Regions from separate parts of the Sus scrofa genome. Here region 2 is linked to region 1. The links are chromatin contacts, called in public HiChIP or PLAC-seq maps. All regions are on one chromosome and are shown on one strand. Each heading gives the region's core, a stretch centred on a gene start, on an enhancer-like site or on the middle of the called end of the contact. The rest is flanking DNA. Distances are from core to core; before and after follow the strand shown.

Region 1 (4,687 bases), core at 145-2,644:
TCGAGGCTTGATTTCGTTTGGCGATGATGAAATGGCATGCGGGGCTGGGGTCTGATCCAGGGCGGGATCTTGCGGACGACACCTTCAGAGTCTCTTCTTCCATGCTCCCGAGGCTTGGAATCCGTCGTTTGGCACCTGCCCAGAGCCAGGAACAACGAATATCCAACCTGATCTCCAAAACGGCAGGGAGTTTCTCAGCACGCGTTCGTTGCCCAGACTCCAGGGAGTGCGTCTGGAGGGACAATCCAGAGTGAAGGCGGGCTTGAGCTTTCTAGTTCCCCTCTCCGATGTAACCCGTCCCTAGGCCGGCTTGCCTGGCCTGAGAAGAGGGAGAGGAAGGGATGTTTGCCTGTTTGCCGCCGGGCGTGGTTGGGCCCCGGGGGCCTGTGGTAGGAGCGAGGACCCAGGGCCCGCGAGGAGACAGTGCCTCGGTGGAGCTGTCTGTGTCCCTGCCGCCTGGCTCCAGCGCAGCCCCCCGGGCGTGGACCCACGGGGGCCAGTTTGTATCCACGTTGTGGGTGTTAATTCCCTTCTTTGGGAGCCAGAGCCCTTAGCTTTGCGGCCATTCCCGCACTCTCTGCATAGTTTTCTCCTCGCCCCGGACTCGGGTCCTTTCTTTCACGATGCAGGACCGTGGTTACATGAGCACGAGGGTGGGGAGAAATCGCGTTTTTCAGGTCCCATCGTGTTGTTCAAAGACCCACAGGCCGCCACAACGAAGAACGACGCAGCGAGGCCTGCGGAATCCTGAAAATTGTTTTGAGGAGAGAGCGGAGAGGAATGGGGTTACTCTACTCCAAGCCGAGGCAGGCGCGTGAGGGACACCCTTCCCTCCGTCCCCAAGTTGGCACTGCGGCCCCAGGCCGGGACGCAAGTCGCACAGGGCTGGGAGCTGCAGAGGCCGTTGTTTCTCCGTGTGCAGTGGAGGAGGGTCTTGGGTCAAAATAATTTGAGGGCAGGTAGAGGAGGTGAGCAGCCTCTTTGGGGGCAGATCTTCGCTCGATGTCACCAGCCTTGAGGCCCCAGCGACCCCTAGTTTAGGCTTCACAGGCCGAAAACAACTGGAGCTGGAAAGGCCTGGCTGCGGGCGACGGGGAAGGGCGACAGAAGGGGAGCTGCAGCCCCCGCGTTAAGGGGCAGCAGCAAAAGAGCCTTCTGGAGGGCCTGGACGTTTTAAACAAATTCTTAGCCTCGGCTCCATCTCCCCAGAACTCCCGAGGAGCCCGGGCTGTAGCGCGGCCGGCCCCCGACCCCAGGAGTCCTCGGCGGGGCGGAGCCTTCTGCCCCTCCCCACAGGGCGGCCTTCGGCGGTCCCCGTTCCTCCCCCTCGAGCACTGCCGAGGTGCCAGCGATGGGGGTTCCGATTGGCTGCGCGACGCGTCGCTCGGGCCGGCCCCGCCCTCGCGGGCCCCGGGGTACTAACCCCGCGCGGGCGGCTGCGGCGCCGCCACTTGATTCTCGAGGATTTGTTCTGGGGCTGCGGCCGCAGAGTCGGTGGGGCGGCCGCTAGCGGGCTGCGGGGGCGGGAGGCGGCGGCAGCAGCCGCAGCACAGCCCGCGCGCGGGCTCTGCGGTGACCGAGGCAGCCGGGACCGCCGCGAGGAGCGGCCGCACGCGGGCTGCGCGCCCAAGATGCGGGAGTAGCGGGCCGGCTGCGCGCGGCCGTCGGGGCAGCGAGGCCTCGCGGCGGGCGGGCCCCGGCGGGGCGTCCCCGGGCGCCGCCCCCTGCGCCCTGAGGCCCCAGCCCGACTGCTTCTGCTTTCCCGCTTCTCGCGGCAGCGGAGGCGGCGGAGGCGCCCGCGCCGGCTGCCCCTGGGGGAGCCGCGCCGCCGCCGCCCGCCCGGCGCCCTGACGGCCGCTGTTATGCGTATTCCTGTAGACCCGAGCACCAGCCGCCGCTTCACACCTCCCTCCACGGCCTTCCCCTGCGGCGGCGGCGGCGGCGGCGGCGGCGGCGGAGGCAAGATGGGCGAGAACAGCGGCGCGCTGAGCGCGCAGGCGGCCGTGGGGCCCGGCGGGCGCGCCCGGCCCGAGGTGCGCTCGATGGTGGACGTGTTGGCGGACCACGCGGGCGAGCTGGTGCGCACCGACAGCCCCAACTTCCTCTGCTCCGTTCTGCCCTCGCATTGGCGCTGCAACAAGACGCTGCCCGTCGCTTTCAAGGTGAGTGCGGGGCCCGGGGCGGGAGGGCACCGCACCGGCCCTGCGCCGCCGGTCGTCTCAGCTGCAGGAGGCAGGGCCCCGGGAGCCAGGGCCCCGGGAACGAAGGCGATGTGCCCGCGACCCTGCTGCGAGAGCCCAGCAGCCGGGCCAAGGGCGCTTTCGGTCTCGTTGCACACTCCGCCCGGGCACTTAGGCGTTCCTTCTCGGATGCACCGACACGGATGGCTTTTAGGAGGTTTGCCCTCTCCACCTTTGGGGAGCCCTGCAGAGAGTCGTTGATGCGGAAACGGGCGTATGGGGCTTCGCTCTTCCCCAACCCGGATCCCTCAAACACAGCCCTGCGAGCCCCGGGGCAGAGGAGCCCCGGGACCAGGGCGAGGCCACCGGAGGTGGGGTGCGGAGGGTGGAGAGGGCCTACCCTCCACTGCCAGCACCCCTCCTCCTGCACCGCTTCAGAAACACTTCCTGCTCACACCGTCAACCCCTGGCTTCTGAAATTTTACACCAGGCAACTCTAGGCCGGGATCGAGGGCACTGAACCCTAAACGATTGCGGCCAGAATCCCGTAGGTCAGGCAGAGAGTGGGGGCTCTGCCACCCCTGGCAGCCCCCAGTCATTCAGAGGAGCTTTTGCTCTTTACTGGGGAGTAGGCGACTGTTTCATTTTCATTTTTTTTAAGGGGGCAGCGAGATGAAACGAAAACGCCTTGGTTTTCCCCTAAACCTCTCACAGCTGCCGTGAGAAAGGGCAAGGCAGGAAGGGCCAGAGCCTGGGGGTGGCGGTGCCCCGAGGTGGCTGGAAACAGCGGCTCCTGGCAGCTGAGGCCGTCCTTGGTCCCATTAAGAGGACTCCAAATTGGAAAAAAGGATGAGTGGCTCTTTGAGGTCTCCCGGGTGACATCTTAAAATACCAGTGGGGAAAATCTCCCGAGGAGGAGGGGGAGGGGGAGGCCCGTGTGACTTTAATCCTCAGATCGGAGGTTTTACTGTCACTTGGAGCTTAAAAGGAATCTTTGAAATTAAAAGAAGACAGGATGTTGACAGGAAATCTGGCCTTTTTAATCAGACCCCAAACATTTTCTCCTTGAAATTTTTACCATCTGGATCCCTAGTCCCTGCACGCGGTGGCCACGTTTAAATGGCTGTGACTGCGTTTGCAGTCTGATTCCTTTTCAAAAGGCATCTGCCTCCCCACACTCCTCCGGGTGGGGGGTGGGGGAGACGGTATGGGGGGGCGCCCCACCCCCATGCTGCAATTCCCAGCAGGTGCATGCTCCTGCTATCAAAAGCCCCTCTCTCACTTTAAAGGGGTTTTCTATACCACCACCGCAAAACACCAGTTTGTTTTGTATTTTACATTTTCCCTGCATAACGAATTCGGGCTCTGCAGAGGCAGATAAACCGGACCTGGACCGTATTTCAGGGCTAAATCTCATACCCTAAAGGGCTCTCGCAGGAGAGCTGAATGTGGGGAGCAGTCCCACTATTATTGTTGTTGATCTTATTTTTACTTAGGGACTTGGTTGCTAGGAGCATGTTGATTCCTCTTTTGCCCAAGCCGAAGGGAAGAGAGGAACTGCGCCCCCGACAGAGCGCCTGTGCCCATTCACTGCTTTCACCTCGATTTAATTTCATTGAACGGATCCGTTTTTCAGAACGTGGCTTAACCAGTTGTTCTAGGATTTAGGGGTGGAAGGTAGAGATTTTTGCCTTCTGGGTTTTGTCGTATCTGGGGGCAAGTCTCTATTGTTTTGAAGCCTCTGCTCCGCCCGCATTTGAAAAATCCGCAGTGCGCCTGGGACCTTGGGGAGCTGCCCGCCCAGCCCCTCCCCTTCTTTCCCTGGCCACTACCTTCCTAAGCTGTCCCCCTGCCCCCATGCCCTCAGGTGGTGGCGCTGGGGGATGTGCCCGATGGAACGGTGGTGACAGTGATGGCAGGCAACGATGAGAACTACTCCGCTGAGCTGCGCAATGCCTCGGCTGTCATGAAGAACCAGGTGGCCAGGTTCAACGACCTTCGCTTCGTGGGCCGCAGTGGGCGAGGTGAGCGGGAGGGAAAAACGCGCCAGCCCCACTTTGGCAATGGCACAGGAGGCTGGGGGAGGTGAGAGGGAGGCCTCGGGGTCCCAGTGGCAGCCCCAGAAACAGGTCTCCAGGCCCAGCTCTCTCTAAACAGCAGTTTGGAACCCCTTAGGGTATTGCAGGCCCTTTTGAGGATGTCAGAAAAGTTAAGGTCTTTTGCCAGAAAAGACACAACTTTCTCCCCGCTTCTGGGGTCTACTAACGCGTGAAGCCTTTCCCGCCTCCTCTCTTTCCCGATTAAGCGCCCTGGTCTCACAAAAGATACGGGGAGAAGACCGTGGATTAACAAGCTCAAAATGGGGCCTCATGGATCTTTCTCGGCAAGGTGCTTAGAGGCGGGTTTAGACAACTCTTTGGTCTTTGGGGCCAAGCACCCTAGCCGCTCTCCCCACTCGGGTGGAGTCTTCCCCGCACTTTGAGGCTGCCTCTCCCCAGCTGTGGTCT
Region 2 (4,110 bases), core at 1,267-3,766, 100 kb before region 1:
ATAGCTCTGATTAGACCCCTTGCCTGGGAACCTCCATGTGCCGCGGGAGTGGCCCTAGAAAAGGCAAAAAGACCAAAAAAAAAAAAAAAAAAAAAAGAACCATGAGTATGGACTCTGGTATGAGGATACCCGGGTTCAAATCTTGGCCTTGCAGTTTGCTAGGTGTCTGACCTTGGAAGATATTTGACTTCTTCTGTGCCTTTATTCCCCCAACTATAAACTAGGGATACTGGAGTGAGTAGATGCAAACTGTTACATTCAGATTGAATGGGCAAGGAGGTCCTACTGTATAGCACAGGGAACTGTGTCCAATCTCTTGGGGTAGAACATGATGGGGAAAAAGAACGTACGGGTATGTATGACGAGGTCATTCTGCTGTACAGTAGAAATGGAAAGAACACGATAAATCAACTAAGTGGAAAAAATAAAAATCATAAAAAAGATAGGGGTAATAATATTACCCACCTCATAGGGTTGCTGGAAGGGTTGCATTAGGTCGCATATCTAAAATACTTAGACTAGTACCCAGTCAGCTGTAGTAATAATGAATGTATATTCATGGAAAGATGAAAGGAATAACTTGCTCATTTTTCCAATCTCGACTGGAGAAGATCGTGCCTGTACCACCTGTCTCTAAGGAGGTCTCATAGGAGGGTCAGGTCAGTTGAGCTCCTACTGCACTGGGTATTTTCGGTTCAGAATGCCCCCACCCACCTTACAGTGTGGAGGATTGTTTTCATCCCAGCCTTGGGCAGCTCCACAGGCTCCAGATGGGCTTGAGATGGGCAACCCAACTGCCACCAGCAGAGGCAGAAAGACTCGAGCTACCTAACTCCAGGGTGACGGTGGAGACAAGGTGACTGCCTGGGCTGTAAGGCAGATCCTGTGCAGCTGGCAATGCTGATGATGCTGAAGTGGTGCTGCTACTGATACTGGTGGTGGAGCTGTTGGTGGGGATGTTGATGATGGTGGTGCTCATGGTGGTGATGGGCATACTGAGGCAGTGCTGATGCTGATGCTAATGGTGGTGATGATGGTGGTGGTGGTGATGGGGATGATGGTGGAGCTGTTGGTGGGGATGGTGGTGGAGCTGTTGGTGGGGATGGTGATACTAGGGTGGTGCTGATGATGGTGCTACTGGTGGTGGGGTTGGTGGTGGTGACGGTGACACTGACAGTGGTGCTGCTGCCACTGCCAGTGGTGGTGTTGGCAGGAGCTCTGGGGCTTTGTTCAGCATGCTTGACCGAACCTTCCTCTCTCCTAGTCTCCTCCAGTCTCAGCCACCCTCCAAGTCCTGGGACAAGAGGATGGGATACAGGCTTGCTCTGAACTTCCTAGGGACTATTTTTGAGTCAGAAGAAGGAGGGCACAGTCAAAGTACTAGTGCCCCGCCTCATCCTGCCAGTGAGGGCTGTGAGACACTTCAGTTCTCTCTGCTTCAGTTTTTCCATCTGTAAAATGGGAAAGGGGAGGAAGCACGTTGGTCTTGAACTTTTAAATTTTGCTTTGAAAATTTAGTGAAATCTGGACTCACCCCTCAGGAAATCCACACACACACACACAAAGCTCCACATACACACATATACAACCCCCCCTACACACAACAACACACATGCAACCATACATATATAACCACAAGTTTATGCATGAACTGGGGGTTTCCAGCTCTTCTTCAGGTCCTTGGACCCCAGTGACCCCTGGGTGGGCTAATCTGTAATCCATCTGCCAGCCCTGTCATCCAGGACTCCCTGGTCTGAGGCCCTGCCTCCTGAAGCCCCAAGCTGGGCCTGGGTGGCCTGTGCCAGAATGCACCAGGAAGCCTGGTGTGGAAGGGCTGCCCACGTCTGCTCCAGCCTGCTCATTCCTCCAGCCTCACCACAAAGGCTGCTTGAGAAGTTCCCGTTGTGGCTCAGTGGTAACGAACCTGAGTGGTATCCATGAGGACGCTGGTTCAATCCTTGGCCTCGCTCAGTGGGTTAAGGATGCGGTGTTGCCATGAGACGTGGTACAGGTCACAGACTCAGAGTTGCTGTGGCTGTGGTATAGGCTGGCAGCTGCAGCTCCGATTCAACTCCTAGCCTGGGAACGTCCATATTCCGTGAGTGCGGCCCCCCCAAAAAAAAGGCAAAAAAAAAAAAAAAGAAAAAAGCCTCAAAACAAAAACTAACAAAGGTTGCTTGAGCTTGGGGGTCCTAGGAGGGCCCTTCTGGCCTACAGGAAAGGAGGAGTTGGTGGGTAGAAGCCACGAGCCAAGGAGTGGGTGTCAGTGGTGATAGCATCTCTGGCTACTGACGTGGGCAAAGTGAGTTCTTCACACCCGGCCCCTCCAGGAACAGGCCTCCAGTGACTCAGCGGAATCAGGGGAAGAGATTTGCTGCCTCTACCCAAGTGGGGGTGGGGGGATGGGCAGTGGGAGGTGGGGAGAAAAGGGAGCAAAGTCCTCCCTTAAGGCAGCTCCCTGGGGCTCAGACCCCACTCCCTGTACTTGGAGCCTCGGGTAGAGGGCAGCAAAGAGCAGGAACCCTCGAGATCAGGGTTCCAGTCCAGAGCCACTTAAAAAACCATTCATGGTCACAGCACATTACAGTTTACAAAGAATCTGCTTGGACATCATTATAAGAGAGCCCCACCAGAACCCTGGGAAGTAAGTTTTGTTCCCTCACTGCAGAAAAAGGCCCAGAAGGGTTGATTGACTTGGCCAAGGTCCCACTGCCAGGAAGGGGCTGAGTGCGGCCTGGTCCTGGCTCCCAATCCAGTGCTCCTTCCAAACCCTCAGAAGCCCCTGCTACCATCTGGCTATGGGAATACACACATATGACCCCACACACACACACACACAACCACACACATGCAACCATATATACATAACCACTGGAGGCCTTGGCTCTCCAGCCTCAGCCTCCTCGTCCATAGGAAGATATGGGACCAGAAGAGCCCTCGAGGACTCTCCAGCCTTGACCTTTTAGGGCTGTTGTTTTCATTCTGAGGTAGCAGGTAGGGGATTATTGCCCCATTTCACAGACAGGGAACAGGTCCAGACAGGGAAGCAACTTGGTAAAGGCCTCAACGCAAGGAAGTGGCAGAGCTGGGACGAGAACCCAGGTCTGAAGACCCCCCAGCCACAGAGTCAGGGGCCCCAGCCCAAGCTGGGTTTCTAAGAATAAAGTCTGCTCCCAGAACATACCAGAGAACAGGGACTTTTGGGCCCAGCTGTTTCCCAAGGGTGAGCTCAGGCAGGGCGGGCTTGGCGTGGGGGCTGGGAAGGGGCGACCACTTCCTGCTTGGGCTGGCGCGGTCCCCATGAGGTGGTCATCAGAGGCCGACCACTTCCCGGTCTGGCCGCCTTCCCCTTTCTGGGCCTGGGAGGGGACGGGTGGCCCAGTGAGGCGCCCCTTGCGTGCTGCGGCCTGGACGGCGTCTGGCCTCTTTTCATTTCCCCCGCTCACCGCGTCCCTCTCCACAGCCACCAACGGTCGGAAGCTGCACAGAGCTGCTGTCTGCCCGGTCCCCTGGCCAGAGAGCTGAGTGCCTCCTGGCCTCTGGGCCTCCTTGTCCCCGTTGGCTGGCGGGAGCATCTCCTCTCCTGCCTGCTGGGTGCTGGGTGCTTGGGTGTCTTCTCCTTCCCACTGAGGCTCAGAGAGCTTGCCAGTGGCCCATAGCAAGTGGGAGAACTAGAATTGGAACTCGGATGTGCCTGAATCCAAACTCCGCATCCTCAGTGTGCATATGTATATGCAAGGACGGGCCAATGGGCACCTGCTGTAGAGCCCAGAGAACTCTACCCGACATTCTGTGATCATCTATGTGAGAAAAGAGTCTGAAAGAGAATGGATTGTGTATATGCAGGACTGTATCCCTTTGTTGTTCAGTGGAAATTATCATAACCTTGTAAATCAACGGTACTTCAATAAAACAAAAAATGTTTAATAAGAAAAAATTTGAAAAAATTTTAAAAGAAGTTAACCAAACATCGCCCGCCCCCCCGCATCCTTTGCACATTTAACAGCCCCAGGGGTCCCCAGAGGAAGTGAGAGGCATTGAAAAGATCCTTCCAGACACTGAGCTCTGAGGGCTCTGATGGCGGCTGCTTCTTCTTCCCCTTACATCCCC

The links. HiChIP or PLAC-seq counts read pairs in DNA pulled down with a chosen protein or histone mark.
Region 2: a contact with region 1 is called in an H3K27ac HiChIP or PLAC-seq map of alveolar macrophages. The contact joins two enhancer-like sites. A contact is called at or near these places in 1 of 5 promoter capture datasets (liver), 9 of 47 Hi-C or Micro-C datasets (blood, embryonic fibroblasts, epiblast stem cells and 2 more) and 1 of 2 datasets of contacts at active chromatin or transcription factors (alveolar macrophages).

Annotation. Positions count from the first base shown.
Region 1 is chr6:82,557,733-82,562,419 of Sscrofa11.1, reverse strand. It overlaps RUNX3 (runt-related transcription factor 3), which reads left to right. Exons shown (of 6, transcript XM_021095592.1): 2 at 1,879-2,162; 3 at 4,048-4,204. Among named protein-coding and RNA genes, the nearest start is that of RUNX3, 35 kb to the left of the region's middle. Within about 2 kb of position 1,394, at least 18 of the 83 cell types and tissues checked have an H3K27ac peak or open chromatin away from gene starts, as enhancers often do. A contact at or near this core is called in alveolar macrophages, where this site is marked.
Region 2 is chr6:82,660,412-82,664,521 of Sscrofa11.1, reverse strand. No RefSeq gene overlaps it. Among named protein-coding and RNA genes, the nearest start is that of RUNX3, 67 kb to the right of the region's middle. Within about 2 kb of position 2,516, at least 13 of the 83 cell types and tissues checked have an H3K27ac peak or open chromatin away from gene starts, as enhancers often do. A contact at or near this core is called in alveolar macrophages, where this site is marked.